5 separate regions of the Mus musculus genome follow, and all the other regions are linked to region 3. The links are chromatin contacts, called in public HiChIP or PLAC-seq, capture Hi-C and promoter capture Hi-C maps. All regions are on one chromosome and are shown on one strand. The core of a region is the stretch at or near the end of the contact, and the rest is flanking DNA. Distances in the headings are between cores, read along the strand shown. Region 1 overlaps Slc36a4 (solute carrier family 36 (proton/amino acid symporter), member 4). Region 2 overlaps Fat3 (FAT atypical cadherin 3). Region 3 holds the start of Fat3 (FAT atypical cadherin 3). Region 4 holds the start of Deup1 (deuterosome assembly protein 1). Region 5 holds the start of Mtnr1b (melatonin receptor 1B).

The links. Promoter capture Hi-C pulls out the DNA fragments that hold promoters and counts their contacts. HiChIP or PLAC-seq counts read pairs in DNA pulled down with a chosen protein or histone mark. Capture Hi-C pulls out chosen DNA fragments and counts their contacts.
Region 1: a contact with region 3 is called in an H3K4me3 HiChIP or PLAC-seq map of embryonic forebrain, with 5 times the contacts expected there. The contact joins the enhancer-like site here to the promoter of Fat3 in region 3. A contact is called at or near these places in 1 of 39 promoter capture datasets (hippocampal neurons), 5 of 484 Hi-C or Micro-C datasets (bone marrow-derived macrophages, cerebral cortex, cortical neurons and 1 more) and 15 of 115 datasets of contacts at active chromatin or transcription factors (SST interneurons, VIP interneurons, astrocytes and 10 more).
Region 2: a contact with region 3 is called in an H3K4me3 HiChIP or PLAC-seq map of neural tube, with 5 times the contacts expected there. The contact joins the enhancer-like site here to the promoter of Fat3 in region 3. A contact is called at or near these places in 5 of 484 Hi-C or Micro-C datasets (bone marrow-derived macrophages, cerebellar granule neurons, nephron progenitors and 1 more), 19 of 115 datasets of contacts at active chromatin or transcription factors (SST interneurons, astrocytes, bone marrow-derived macrophages and 13 more) and 1 of 9 other capture datasets (adipose tissue).
Region 4: a promoter capture Hi-C map of embryonic stem cells shows a contact between it and region 3, with 4 times the contacts expected there. The contact joins the promoter of Deup1 here to the promoter of Fat3 in region 3. A contact is called at or near these places in 1 of 39 promoter capture datasets (embryonic stem cells) and 1 of 9 other capture datasets (macrophages).
Region 5: a capture Hi-C map of macrophages shows a contact between it and region 3, with 8 times the contacts expected there. The contact joins the promoter of Mtnr1b here to the promoter of Fat3 in region 3. A contact is called at or near these places in 6 of 39 promoter capture datasets (embryonic stem cells, hippocampal neurons, liver and 2 more), 3 of 484 Hi-C or Micro-C datasets (bone marrow-derived macrophages and trophoblast stem cells), 15 of 115 datasets of contacts at active chromatin or transcription factors (bone marrow-derived macrophages, craniofacial prominence, differentiating embryonic stem cells and 10 more) and 4 of 9 other capture datasets (adipose tissue, liver, macrophages and 1 more).

The regions. Positions count from the first base shown.
Region 1 is chr9:15,720,088-15,722,787 of GRCm38.p6, reverse strand. Slc36a4 (solute carrier family 36 (proton/amino acid symporter), member 4) reads right to left here. Exons shown (of 11, transcript NM_172289.5): 3 at 1,998-2,088; 4 at 767-855. Among named protein-coding and RNA genes, the nearest start is that of Slc36a4, 12 kb to the right of the region's middle. Within about 2 kb of position 1,372, at least 10 of the 459 cell types and tissues checked have an H3K27ac peak or open chromatin away from gene starts, as enhancers often do. A contact at or near this core is called in cortical neurons and embryonic forebrain, where this site is marked.
Region 2 is chr9:15,962,958-15,965,657 of GRCm38.p6, reverse strand. Fat3 (FAT atypical cadherin 3) reads left to right here. Exons shown (of 26, transcript NM_001080814.2): 18 at 2,692-2,700. Among named protein-coding and RNA genes, the nearest start is that of Mtnr1b, 90 kb to the right of the region's middle. Within about 2 kb of position 1,402, at least 13 of the 459 cell types and tissues checked have an H3K27ac peak or open chromatin away from gene starts, as enhancers often do. A contact at or near this core is called in neural tube, where this site is marked.
Region 3 is chr9:16,500,773-16,503,472 of GRCm38.p6, reverse strand. Fat3 (FAT atypical cadherin 3) reads left to right here and starts at 1,419. Exons shown (of 26, transcript NM_001080814.2): 1 at 1,419-1,600.
Region 4 is chr9:15,626,581-15,629,280 of GRCm38.p6, reverse strand. It overlaps Deup1 (deuterosome assembly protein 1), which reads left to right and starts at 1,435. Exons shown (of 14, transcript NM_001373917.1): 1 at 1,435-1,458; 2 at 2,554-2,627. The coding sequence starts at 2,599. 4930540M03Rik (RIKEN cDNA 4930540M03 gene) reads right to left here. Exons shown (of 5, transcript NR_040746.1): 3 at 852-919.
Region 5 is chr9:15,873,169-15,875,868 of GRCm38.p6, reverse strand. Mtnr1b (melatonin receptor 1B) reads left to right here and starts at 1,313. Exons shown (of 2, transcript NM_145712.2): 1 at 1,313-1,631. The coding sequence starts at 1,409.

The DNA of each region.
Region 1 (2,700 bases), core at 123-2,622, 780 kb after region 3:
TCCTCTGCACCTTCCCTTTCCTCTTCTACTAACTGACAGAACCCTCCCGTCTCCCCAGCAGACTTCTGAACATCTATAGTCATGGCAGCGTGATGACTCGGGAGCTAAGGTGCCTGCCACAAAAGCCTGACAAGCTGAAGTCAAGCCCCAGGGCCATGTAAAGCAGAGGGAGTACCCTTGCCACAGAGTTGTCCTCTCCTTCACAGGTGTGCTGTGTCACAGGTGTGCCACACACATACATCATATACACACAGACAATGATACGCATTAAAAAGAAAAAAGGAAGCACTCATCCCTCCATACCCACAAGTCCTCGTGTGTGGCCTAACCAATTGCATATGGAAAATTTATGAAAAAAAACATGTCTGTGTTGACTACAACTTTATTTTTCATGTTATTATCTGGTAAACAGTATAGAATAATAATGTGCATGGTACTTAGACTGTCTGAAAGATTACTATAGCATCTGAAAGGTTGTGCAGAGGTTTCATCATTTTATGTGAGGGGCTTAAGCACTGGTAGATACCTATGGGGATCCTGAGACCAATTCTCTAGGCACACTAAGGGACATCTGGGACCAGATCCTGACTCATGTAAGTATAGAAAATGCTAGCCAGTCCCATGGTCATTATCTCAGCTGTGTCTATACAGTAGAAGGAAATACAACCTCGAGATGCAAAGCACAATAGGTACAGGAGACAAAGATGCCATAAGCATACGTGAGACTTTACAATTAATCAAATAGACTTAATGAGTCCACATTTACCTCTGACATAGAAAGTGACTGCAACGTACCAATATGTGCATACAGTGGACGGAAATAATTCCTATAAACACAAGGCTGATTGGTCCAAGCTGTGAAGAAAAAAATATGAAGATTTAAACATTCATTTTTAAAAACTGAGTCAACTTACAAGCAATGAGTCAATGAGCAATTTATTTACAAGGAAAAAATTGTTGGATTCATTGACTAAATCTTCACAGGCATGAAAACATTAGTGTAGAGAAATTATTCCGGGTGATAATTTAGACAATGATGCTACCTTGCTGACTTTGCAGCTGAAGCCTCTGTTACAGAGTACAGACAATCAACAAAGGATACAAAATACAACGTCTATTTACAACAGGCCAGATCTACGGCATCCATGTCTCACAGGCACGATACACACTTGCACCCTTATCTAGACAAAAGAAATTCATTATCCTTCTATAGGCCACTCTTGGAGAACCTGGACATGTGCCAGGAACAGCAATTGGGAAATAATAAGTGGTTCATGGGAAGTTTCAGGTTTGCACTTGCCATACTCAGTGGTGCCTGGGTTACAGCAGGGAAACAGAACCAGGCAAAGCTTACCTAGACAATCAAAGCGCCAGAGTTAATTTACATACAGGACTGTTAAACACAGTGGGGGAAGGGGACAGCTACAATCTCTATGGAAACCAATCCATTTTAAAACAATTATATCCAATTTTCTTCCTCCGTGAATCTGCCTCAACAAGGTTCTCAAATGCAGTCATTATAGTAGCTGTCTCTCACACCCTTTGATATCTGTCTTTAAAGACATTGCTACTCATTTCAACTATTTTCCTTAGATATAAATGCTGCATACAAACTTATGCTGATTCTAAGATACTAAAGAAATTACACTATAATAAAAGCAATCCATTCCTTAATACATTAGTCACTATGGGTACATGGCTTAAGCCCCTGATCACCCTCCACCCCCCCCCCAAAATGAGACAAAACCATTTTCAAAAAAAACTTGTGAAGGTTGTTGCTGTTAAATATTAAAATAAGTAACCACATAGAAATGAAAGCAGTAAATATCACTCTGAGATAGGTACCATAATTACAGTTCACATACCTATCAGGACAATATCCAATGGCCACCTACACGTCACCCGACCAGGTTATATTAGATCAGGCTACATGGTACCTAGAAGTTATCTTTGCAGACAAGCAAGTGTATCTGCAGTGGGGAGCATGACAGGCTTACCACGATGCCCGCGTTCTTTATAGCCAAGGGGAGCCCTAAAAGGCCAGTCCCGATGTTCCCCTTGAGAAGATGCACCAAGGTCTGCAGGAACCTGGGAAGTGAAAATCCTAAGTTACGATTTAAGCATTCAACCTAGGGACCCACACACCAAAGAATAGTTCCCATCCCAGCAGCAGCACCAAGTCACCCGAGGCTCCATCACCCTAGGCTCCAGTCCTGCCTACACTCACAGAAACAAGCACAGAGATTTATTGTGGAAATCAAATGAAATGTTTAGTGAAAGTGTTGTGCACATAAAATAGCAAGTTTCTCATAGGATACTTTGCTGCTGTGGTGTCAAGAATACTCAAGGTCTGACTGGTAAAATATAACAACTTGTATTGTCTAATTACAGTATTAAACATTTGATCTGTGATTGTCACCCTAAATGGAGGTTATAGACAAAAAATATATATATACAAGCTTTAAAGCTCTTCGCAGGTAAAATAACAATTTATATTATCATGAGCTCCCTCAAGACTTGGCCATGGAAGTTTCTACTTCACTGGAGTTGAAGTGACCAAGAAGAAACAAACTAAAATTAAGAAGACTACAAAATTCAAACTTAAGAAACAAGAATATCTGCCTAGAATTACTTGTTCGGGGGGTGTTTATTTGTTTATACTCTTGATCAAGTTTCAGGTGACTGTGCTTAATCATTAAA
Region 2 (2,700 bases), core at 153-2,652, 540 kb after region 3:
TGTATTGGGACCTAGTTATCAGTCTGTGGGTAATTAGTATTTAATACCAACTTGTCTATTCCTAGGGAAGGTGTGAAAACAACCTGTATTTCCACCACAATTGTTGAAAAGTGTTATTGAGTATTGTTTCTTCTAAGTATTAGATGCTCCGTATACACAGCCTGTTCCCATTGCTATGTGTCATGGATGGTTCACTGACACAGATTTTCCCACTCCTATGCACACACATACCATAGAATTGAAAGAGCCATAGGTCTATGAGCTTAACTAGACATCTCAAGATCATGCAGCTGGCACATGATCAGAATTTGAACCTGACTCTGTCATGTAAACATATAATATGAATAATCTTTCTGCAGTAACAGGCCATCTTTAAGTATTCTTCTGACAGAGAATAGAGATCAATATGAACCATCCCATAGACTTCAGGATAGAGCTCCTTAAAAATTCACCTTCCATAGACAATTTTTTAGGACTTTAAAGCCACCTGCCTTTAAGTTGGGCTTTAAGATAGAGTAACTTACAGCTGGTGCTCTCCTTTCAGTGAAAGTGGCCGATTTCTCCAGTAGTTTATTATTCAGAAGTTAGCTTGTGAACAAGGTACCTGAGTTTCCTCTGCTGGTGGCTGGTGGCTGGAAAGCTGTGTAGGAAGAAAAAGAGAACCAGACTGGGTGTGGAAGGCTTGGAGACACAGCAAATTATCTTTATGCCTTACAGATACATAGGAATTCTGGAAAAGTACAGTGGCTCTCAGGTACTGCCAAGGGCTTTGTGAAGGAGCAAAATAAGAATGGTTAGGTCTCTAGAGAACACTTTGTGATAAGATGGAAGCACTTGAGTGTGGCTGTCTATGAATCGCCTCCTTCACCCTACTGACACTGAACTATCTGGGAATCAGGCTGAGATGTTCATGAATAAGCACAACCACTGTATGCTTATCCCTGGCCCCTTTGTCAATGCAATCTTCTTCCTTCCTGGAGAAAATGGAGGTTTTCTCTCCTCTGCTGCTGCCAGCAGCCATGCGTGTGATTGCTCTCCTGCCTTCATTCCCTGCACCTCCTCCACTTTCTCTTAGATTTCAGTGGTTGTGGTCTCAGCCTTTGGTTTTATGACATGCTTCCATCAGCTGGACAGACTATTCACAGGTGTGGAAGTCAGCACTGAGAGCACATGGTCAGGGCCCCTCCCTCTGCAGGCTGGGCCTGACTGTAATTTCACACCCTTCCTTCTTAGACAGTGACCCCAAGGACACACATTCGCTCACTCTTTCAGTTTTTTTCTGTGGAGGAAATGGCCCTCAGAGAATGAGCAAACAAATCAATAAATCTTCTGTTTTGTGCAGTGCTGAGTATGTTGTCTGTGTAAGGTAGTAAATCTTCACTGGATGACATGGTCCCACGGTAGGCTCCTAAGGGAGGCGGTGCCTGGAGCTTGATAACCAAGCAGGCAGGCATGTGGCAGAAAAGAAACCTCTGTGATTCTCTCCTAGTCCTTTTTCAAGACTGTCTCTCCTTTTACACAAAGAATAATGGGCTTACCCTAATGCCTGGTTATCTTTTTTCTCTGTTTTTTTTTCTTTTCAATTTTCAATTTTTATTATTTAATTTTTGAGACAGAGTCTCACTATTTACTCCTGACTTACCTAGAACTCATTCCTTATTCAAGGCTGGACTCAAACTCTTGACAATCCTCCTGTCTCTTCATCCAAGTGCTAGAATTATAATGTGATCCACCATTAAGTATGCTTGGCTATACTTAGTTATCATAAACTAATTCAGCATATGAATTGCTGGTCACCCAGCACCACATATCATGGTCCTTATCTCTGGAATGTTTCATTTCCATACAATACTAAATCCTGAAGCTGGCCATTCACAAGATAAATAAGAAATCTACTATCAGGCCAAACGATTCTAAGGCTAAACTATTACACAGAGGATTAAGAAAACCAATATTGATCCTACCTACAAAAACCTTCATCTAATGCTTTCAAAGTGAAGAAGATAAACTTTGACCCAAAAAGTAGGTATGACCTATCTTCATGTTCCTGTTTCGAGCCATGTTTCCAAAATGGCGGCTGAAATTGATTGTGTCCCTCCTCATTTTGATAAATGTGCTGTCTACTTTCTGTCCTCTAGAGGAACATGACCCAACTGTGTTGTGAGGTGGATTATAAAAACCCATTTGGTTTTATATATTGACTAGAAGGTTGCTTACATGCTAATGTCTGATGTAACATTCATTGTATTACAGTGTTAGACTTTGTTTAACCACATCTTATCTAGTATGAAGACTCTTCCCATCCCAGCAGGGTGGTGCTTTCTGGCCCTGGGTGGATTTCCACCTTCATCACAAAGGGTAGAAAGAGTGTTGCTCAGTGCTGAAAGTGACAGACAGGTGGAACCTGGTTGTGTCTTTGGACCTAGAAACCCATTCAGCCAAAGGCTGGTGTTATCATCTGAAGAGAGTACAATCTCATGACACATCTATGAGGAGGCTGCTAGAGATGGGAAAGAGGATGCTTGCAACTCCAGCCTGTTTTCAGTAGACATTAAATACCGTGGAGAGGGAGGATTTTGTCTGCCAAATGCCTGGTGTTCTAGCTTGGCACTCCCAGCCTGTAATGATTTTTTTTTTAATGTGATGAGAGGTGTAATTTTAACTTCCTTTTTAAAACACTCCTTTATACAGGAAAATAAG
Region 3 (2,700 bases), core at 170-2,669:
CACCTACTGAAAGTGGAGGGCTTTTCAGATCCTTAAGGCCCCAGGCTTGGGAGAGGAAGACCAAAAAGGCAAATTCTAGTAACTCTTCAAAGGGTGTGACTGAGCACAGAGACTTTAAGGAGAGACAGACTCTGCTCCTGGAAGGGAAATTCAGGAATCAAGAAAAGGAGCAAATTTATCTCTACAGCATGTCTGCGGAAGCATCTCTCTTGGAGTTACTGCTCGGTCCCAGAGTTCCAGAGAAGCTGCCTGGGAGTGGGCACCCTAGGAACCCCCTGGGGTGAAAGCCTGCTTTAGACAGACGTGATTTGCTGTGCAGCAGTGGGGGTTGGGTGGAGGCTGGCGCTGGCCCAGGTTTACCGGGGCTGGCCGTTAGTTAGGAATGTTTCAGAGCTCACAGGCAAGGAACATAGGCTGAAGTGTAGCTCTACTGAAGCAGTGTGGGTGGGGTGGGGTGGGGTGGGGTGCCATGAATCCTCAGACTTGTGAGGATGATCCAGAAGTAAAAGGACCTAGAGGGCACACCGGTTGGTATTGCTAATCACCTGGCTCCCCTGAGACTGTTCACTCATTCCTGTTCTGAATGTCTTCACATCCCACCGTGTTTCAGACTGGGTGGGGGTGATGAGTCATGTTACTTTTTAGTCTGATTCTCTCCCACACAAAGGTGATCCCAGTGATCTGAAAATGCGTGGGAAAGAAATGCGAGTCCCGGGTGGGCAGCAGGAGGTACAGCGTTTGATAGCCGTGCCCACTGTGCTTCAAAGTAGCCTGAGGAGCTTGGGTAAAACCATGTTGGTCTCATTGTGCCTCGGTTTCCTCATCTGGTCCAGAGAAGTCTAGTGTATTCTAGGCAGCAGGCTGAAGAGCAGAGCAGAGCAGAGCAGAGCAGAGCAGAGCAGAGCAGAGCAGAGCAGAGCAGAGCAGAGCAGAGACGATTGAGTGTGGTGTGTGCGCGCTCTCTGAAAACGTCAGTCTGACTTTGGTGCGTTCTTCCAGCCACGCTAGAAGTGGAGGATGCCTAGGCTCTAAAATTAGTCCAGCTTCCAGGCGAGGCGCCCTTAGCGTCCTCCTGCTGACCGCCGGGTCTCCCTGCCCCCCTTTCCCTCCCCTTCTCTTCGTGTGGCGCTCGGAGATCTCTGGTCATCCCCCACCCCCATCCCCCGGAGGACGCGGCTCTGCGGGAGGGAGGAGAATACAGCGAAGCTAGGGGTTTGGCAGTGCGGCGGCGGCCGCCGCGAAGAAGAACCCGGTACCTCTCCACCGCCAGCAGTAGCGGTGCAAGCTGACTAGAGCAGACGCGAGAACCGCTCCCCCCGGCAGGCTGCGCTGTGATCTGGGCTGCGCGTTGGGACCTCGCTCCCGGGTTCCCCACCCCTCCCGCCGCCATCCTCCTCCGACTCCCCTCCTCCGCCGCCAACCCGCAGCAGTGGCGGCGTCCTGAGCGCCTAGCGCCTCCGCTCGCCGCCCTAGCCTCAGCCGGGAGCACGCGGCGAGCACTGCGGCGGAGGCGGCGGGGTGGCCAGCTCGCCCCTAGACTTGAAAGGAAGACCACGGAGGACTCGTCGGGTGCAGGGGCGCATCGCTGACCAAGGCAAGGGTGCGTGAGGATTTTTAGCATGCTTATTTGGGTGCATGGTGCACTGGCTGGGGTGCACCTTTCTCAGAACAGCCTCAGCAACCTGGTTACAGAGAGGCTGTGATGGGTGCTCCGGAAAGCTAAAGCTCTCAGAGAGAGTGGGGGGAAACTTTTCACCTTGTAAAGTTCCTGCCTGGGCGCTGCCTGGAGCTGTGGTCATTACCGCTACCAGCTGGAACCCAGGGAGACAGCCCTGCGGCAGGAGCCAGGAAATGGCACCGGAGTTGGTTAAGTTTAGGGCTAGCAATAAGAGGAGGGCGATCTTTCGGGTCTGTACATGCAGCTCTGGGTCCTCACTGAGCTTTGGCCGTTGGCTGCAGGTGGATGATATCAGGCGGCGATTCCGCTGGGTAGCTGGCGCTTGCAGCACTCAGTAGGAAGAGGGGCAGATGCCGATGGATGCACTTGCAGGACCCAGAGGCGCAAGTTGGGTGCATGCTAGAGGAGGCTATGAGCGGAGCAAAGAGCCCAGCCTCCACTTCCACGGTGCAGGAAGGGTAGCCTAGAATGTTCGCCTGCCCCTGCATACTATGTCTGAGTCTTGGGTTGTGAAAGGTTCTAAATGACAGCCGACTTTGAACTGGTGCGACAGTTTAGCCGAGAAGCCAGGAAAGGATTTCTGTTGTTTTGACGGGAGATGGACCCGACTGCTTTGGGAGAACGCATGATTTTTGGCGGGCGTCAGAACTGACCGTGCTATTTGAAAAGAGAATAGCGGTAGTCTGATCATCCCAGGGATGCCGAACAGCCCTTGCGGCTCCTCGTGGGCACGTTGAGGGCGCACTGTTCGCCGCCCCGAGTTCTTTCCGGAAGGTGTGGAAAAGAAACCATTGGCTCACCGGAGTGCAGTTGGGGATCTTAGGGAGCTGGCTGGGGGTGACAGAGGTGGACTGGACAGATTTCGCGTGGCGCTTGGTGAGCGAGAGGACTTGACCAGCTGGGGTCGCTGAGCTAAAATGCATCGGGCCGGGCTGGAGAAAGGTGGCGAGCCCGGGTCTTTTTGGCAGTATAATGCGGTCACTGTTTCTCCCCCAGCAGACTCTTGTCTCGTGTGTTTTCGG
Region 4 (2,700 bases), core at 186-2,685, 870 kb after region 3:
TAAGAACTAGCAATCAATCATCCAGATGTGCTGAGAAACAGTTATGTTCCTAAAGCAAGCCAGCAGCATTCCCATCCAAGTGCTTAGAAAGTCTGCTTGCTGCACACCTATTTATGTATGTGATATATATATATATGTATATACATATATATATATGATACATGTACTGATATATACATATATATGTGTATATACTGATATATATATACATATATATCAGTACATGTATCAGTGTGTTGATTTCTATATCATGTGTGCTTTCTATGTCATATATACACATATATTTTTATATGTGTGACTTGTATATAGTACATGTATCTGTGTGATTTCTCTATTGTCTGTATTATGTCATATAAATATATACACATACATATATAATATATATGACTTGTATTGATTTGCATTTCCCTGATGATTAAGGATGTTGAACATTTTTTCAAGTGCTTCTCTGCCATTCGGTATTCCTCAGGTGAGAATTCTTTGTTCAGTTCTGAGCCCCATTTTTTAATGGGGTTATTTGATTTTCTGAAGTCCACCTTCTTGAGTTCTTTATATATGTTGGATATTAGTCCCCTATCTGATTTAGGATAGGTAAAGATCCTTTCCCAATCTGTTGGTGGTCTTTTTGTCTTATTGACGGTGTCTTTTGCCTTGCAGAAACTTTGGAGTTTCATTAGGTCCCATTTGTCGATTCTCGATCTTACAGCACAAGCCATTGCTGTTCTGTTCAGGAATTTTTCCCCTGTGCCCATATCTTCATAATAGTACATGTATAAGTGTATTGTGATTTCTATATTGTGTGTGTATTCTATATCATATATACACATATATGGTATATATATGGTACATACTGTCATTTTCTCAGTGAAATCAACAGGGTCAGACTGAGATTCTGTCATCAATTATGGTTGGAATGTGGCTGAAAGAGGAAAGAATTTGGAATCAGTTACCGAGGACCCGGGTTGGTGCCCACCATTAGAAGCTACTCCCTTGTCCCCAATACAGCCTGATCCACCTAACTGGCAGTTTTCCAAGGACGCAGCGAACTGTGAGGAAGAGAGGGGTTTAAATGGTGCTAATACAGTGACAGTGGAGTGAGCCTAACCAATTCCCAGCTGGAAGTTACTAAGGTGAATTCAAAGGGAAGAGGGTTGAGGCCCAGTCTCTGCGGTGGCGTTCTTGGTGACCCACCGGTTCTCTGGTTGGGCAGTGTCCTCCCGCGTTTCTCTCGCGCCTCTGGGTAGCCGCGGGCCGCAGCTAAGCGGGTTGGGCGGGCTGAGGACTGACCTGGCCGCGCCAGTGCTGGGGAGTTCCCGCTAGAAGGAAGCGGACTGGTGCGGAGGCCGCGTCTCCATGGCAACCCACTGGGAACCAGCCGCCAACTGCGCTGGGCGGGCGGGCACTGCGGGCGGGACCCGCAGCCCAGGCCAGGGCAGACCTCTCCAGACAGCAGTACAGGTAACAGGTGGACTCCCTGTACCCAGGCCCTGTCCCTCCCCTAGGCTGCAGCTAGCAAGGAGATGGCCGGCCGGACTGCTGCTTCCAGCGACCCAGGGAACTGTGCCTCAGTTTCTCTCCTTAATTTGTCTGAACCTTTTGACTTAGCTTTGTCTCCTGTCGCCTCCAGTGTCTGTCTCACTGCTGCAATTCCTGTGGTGGCAAATGGTCTGAAAGGAGGTTCTTCCTCTCCCCTGCCCCCTTCCCTTCCTACTCATCCTGTTCACCTCCCCCTCTTCCACTCTCTTCTTTCTCCCCTTACCCTCTCCTCTCTTGCCTCCTCCTCTTCTTCCTCTTCATCCTCTTCTTTTTTTCCTTCCCTCCCCCCTCCTTCTCGTTCTCAGTTCATATACTTCTTAGGAAGGTTAAGTTCATTTTAACACTTTGTTCATTTATCCTTTTAAATTAGTCCACTAATGGGACAACTTTGTGAGTGTGTGTGTGTGTGTGTGTGTGTGTGTGTGCGCGCGCGCGCACGCGCGAGTGCGTGTGTTGAGGCATGTAGGTGCCAGGGAAGAAGAGGGCATCTGATTGCCCTGGGACTAGGTGGTTTTGAGCTACCTGACCGGTGCTGGGTCCTCTCTATGCACTCTAAGCATGATGACCTCCAACTGCTGGGCCAGTTCTCCAGCTCCTGTTTTTGGACTTCGTACTAAATTTCATGCTCAATCGACTCTTTTAAAAGGTCAAGAAAAACCAATGAAAGAATACACTCAAAGGCAAAGGATAGGCACTCCACTAAGATGCAAACTGTGAGGGCTTCTAGATATCACTTCTCAAACCAGGAATTAGGAACTTTTGCACAAATTAGGCAACTGACACCTAGCTGCCTAGCTGAGTTAAGGAGGTATGCTTGCTGGTTTCATCAAGGCAAAGAAACCCCACCCCCACCCCACCCCCACCCCCACCCCCACCCCCACTGTGGGCCTTCTCTGTTGAAACAACAGCGTCCATGCTCAGAGAACCTATCCTAAATGGCATGCCAACAACAAAAATAACATCTTATATTAATATGTTTAAGCATTTTATAATTCTAAATAATTTCCCTCCTCACAGATTAAATATCAAGAAGTACCAAGCCAGATGTAGACATTTCTTGGCATGGAGAACCAAGCCCATACCACAGCAGGGTAAGTGCTTCAGAAATTCTATCTAATTAGCTCATCTTTGCCCAGAAGTCTGGAGGAAGCGTGAGTTCTGAAG
Region 5 (2,700 bases), core at 64-2,563, 630 kb after region 3:
CTTTTTGTATGCATAGTATTTGGATTATACTGCCTTCTTTTATTTCACTTAATACACATATGCACATGAAGGTGTGTGTGTGTGTGTGTGTGTGTGTGTGTGTGTGTGTGTGTGTGTGTGTGTGTGAACGTGCATGTGTGTGTGTTAGGTACATATGGGTTCCACCCCTGGCATTGTGTGATACTTTGACATTAATCCATGCAGTTGTGTTTACATGCAGTTTTTATCCCAGTGTGTGAAGCTGACTTACCCACCCTTCTGTTAGTGGAGTGTTTTGGGCTTGGGGTGATACACACAAAACTGCTGTGGCAAATGTGGGATAAATGGTGTGGAAAGGATAGCCTTTGATTTTCATGTTGATGCAGTTTCATTATGAATTTCTGCTTAATCTCAACTGTGTGTCCTTTGATGGTGAACATAGGATTAACTATATAAGGCAGGCACAGGCACCTATCTTAAAACCCCACTCCATTTGCCTTGGGGCAATATGAGATCCCCTTTTCAGTCTCTTGATAAACTCAGGTTTCCTGGTCAGCTGGTGTTAGTGGTTCTAGTGGGGCCAACATAAGCAGCACAAGCGAGATCAGGGAACATTATATGTACCCAGTGGTCAAATTTCTTTCTATCCTGTGCTCATGCTTCTCTGATCTTCTTGCCCCTTCCCCAAGCCCACATTATGATAACCTCCACCATGGACCATGAACCCATATAAGCACCATTCTTAAACCAATATCCACACATGTATTTTTTAAAAGTGTTTGTTTTCCAGCACTAACCTCACGGTCATTCACAATACACAACATGTAGCTGCTGGATACCTTCCCTGTCACCTACCAGAGTTCAGCACTGTTGGCTTCATAGATTTGGGGTTGATCCTCACTCCTCAGGAGTCACCTGCTCTTTAGAGCAGCAGCGCCTAGCAGGGGTGGGGGGGTCTCAAACCCCATCCTTCTGATGATCAGACAACTCTAACCAGTACCTGCTCCAGTCCGCAAAGAAGGGTGCTCCCAAATGAACACAGCTTCTCCACGTAGTAAAAGATCTACCTATCCCTGGTTTTTAGGGGCACAGACCTTATCAACTAGGCCACCTAAAGTGGGTCAGACACTGGTAGGCATTCTAAGATGGGCCAGCACTGGCTGATCTCCGGCAATCGCGCAGAGACGCAGAGACGCTGTAGCGCTGTTCTTGAGCGTGCCACTGAGGGACGCGTTCTTCTCTACAGCACCTGAGTCCCAGTCCCTGTCTGGACCTTTTATTTCTCTCCGCCCCTCTGCCCACGTTCAATTAATTGTCTCCTCTAGGTCCCTCCCCGCAGCCTCTTCTTAACACTCACTGGGCGGGGAGGGGACAGCGGGAGCGCCCCAAGCAGTGCGCACCTTGTGCATCTATCCCAGGCAGCGTCGAGATGCCTGAGAACAGCTCAATCCCTAACTGCTGTGAGGCCAGCGGGCTGGCAGCGCGCCCTAGTTGGTCTGGGTCAGCCGGAGCCAGGCCCCCTGTGACTGCCCGGGCCCCCTGGGTGGCTCCCATGCTATCTACAGTAGTCGTCGTCACCACAGCCGTGGACTTCGTGGGGAACCTGCTTGTCATCCTCTCAGTGCTCAGGAACCGCAAGCTGCGGAACGCAGGTGAGTGTAAGCTTCCTTGACACTGAGATCCCACCATACCTTGCCACTGGTTCGAACTCCGAACCTTAGATCCTTAACACCTCCTCACACACCTGTCACCCACATGTCCCTGTTCTGTCCTCAGTGGCAGGTGTCACATTCATTCATCCAATCCCAGACTTTGGTTCTTTGAAGAAGTTAGAGGAAGTTCTGGTTTCCTCCTGCGAAGTTAGTCTGGAAGCTGCCCAGGACACACTTGACACATTAATGCCAATATGAATGAGCCAGGCTTCTCTTGAGCACTCATTTGTGGCAGGCTGCGAGAGCTGTAGAGATACACACTGCAGCTACCTATGGCGTTTCAACTGTTTCTGCTAGACGGAGCGCCTTCGGCCATAGACGCTCCTGACCTGTTACAGACTGCCTCTCTCTACCTGCCAAGCTGACTTCATACACTAGGTAATTTAAAGACCCTTGCTGGCAGAACGACCGTACACTGTATGGACGTGAGCAATGGATGGATGCCAGGATTCTGCTAAGCTTTATGTCAAAAATTCATCTAGTCACTAGAAGATCCAATTCCAAGTGAGAGTGTAGTTTAGACATTGCAGGCGCGACTTCTATCAACACCAGCTTTTCTGAATGAAGACAGGGAAATTGTGGGACGCACTGTGAGAATCTAAGCAATGATTTGGCTAAATTATGTGTCAATTCTTAAAATGCTTTTTCTTTCCAATCTATTCTCATTTCAATTTTTCCCTGAAGGGTAACAAGGCCAGAGGCAGGGGTGTATAAGGTCACCTCCTGATGGGGTGCTGCAGTGTGTGACCAGGTGAGCCTGAGAGGGCCCTCAGTGACACACTGATTCTTATCAATTCTTATTAATTCTTATCAATTCTTATTAATTTTGTCATTCTTACCTTGCATGTCAGGACCAACTAAAATGGAAATGGTGTGAAAATTAACAACGGGAAAGCTTTAAACTGCCTTTCTAAGATGCCAGGCTCTTGGCAAAAGCCATTCTTACTAAATTATATAAATGTCTTGAGGAAAGAGGGTGCCGAGAATTTTCATCTATAAAAGAATCCAG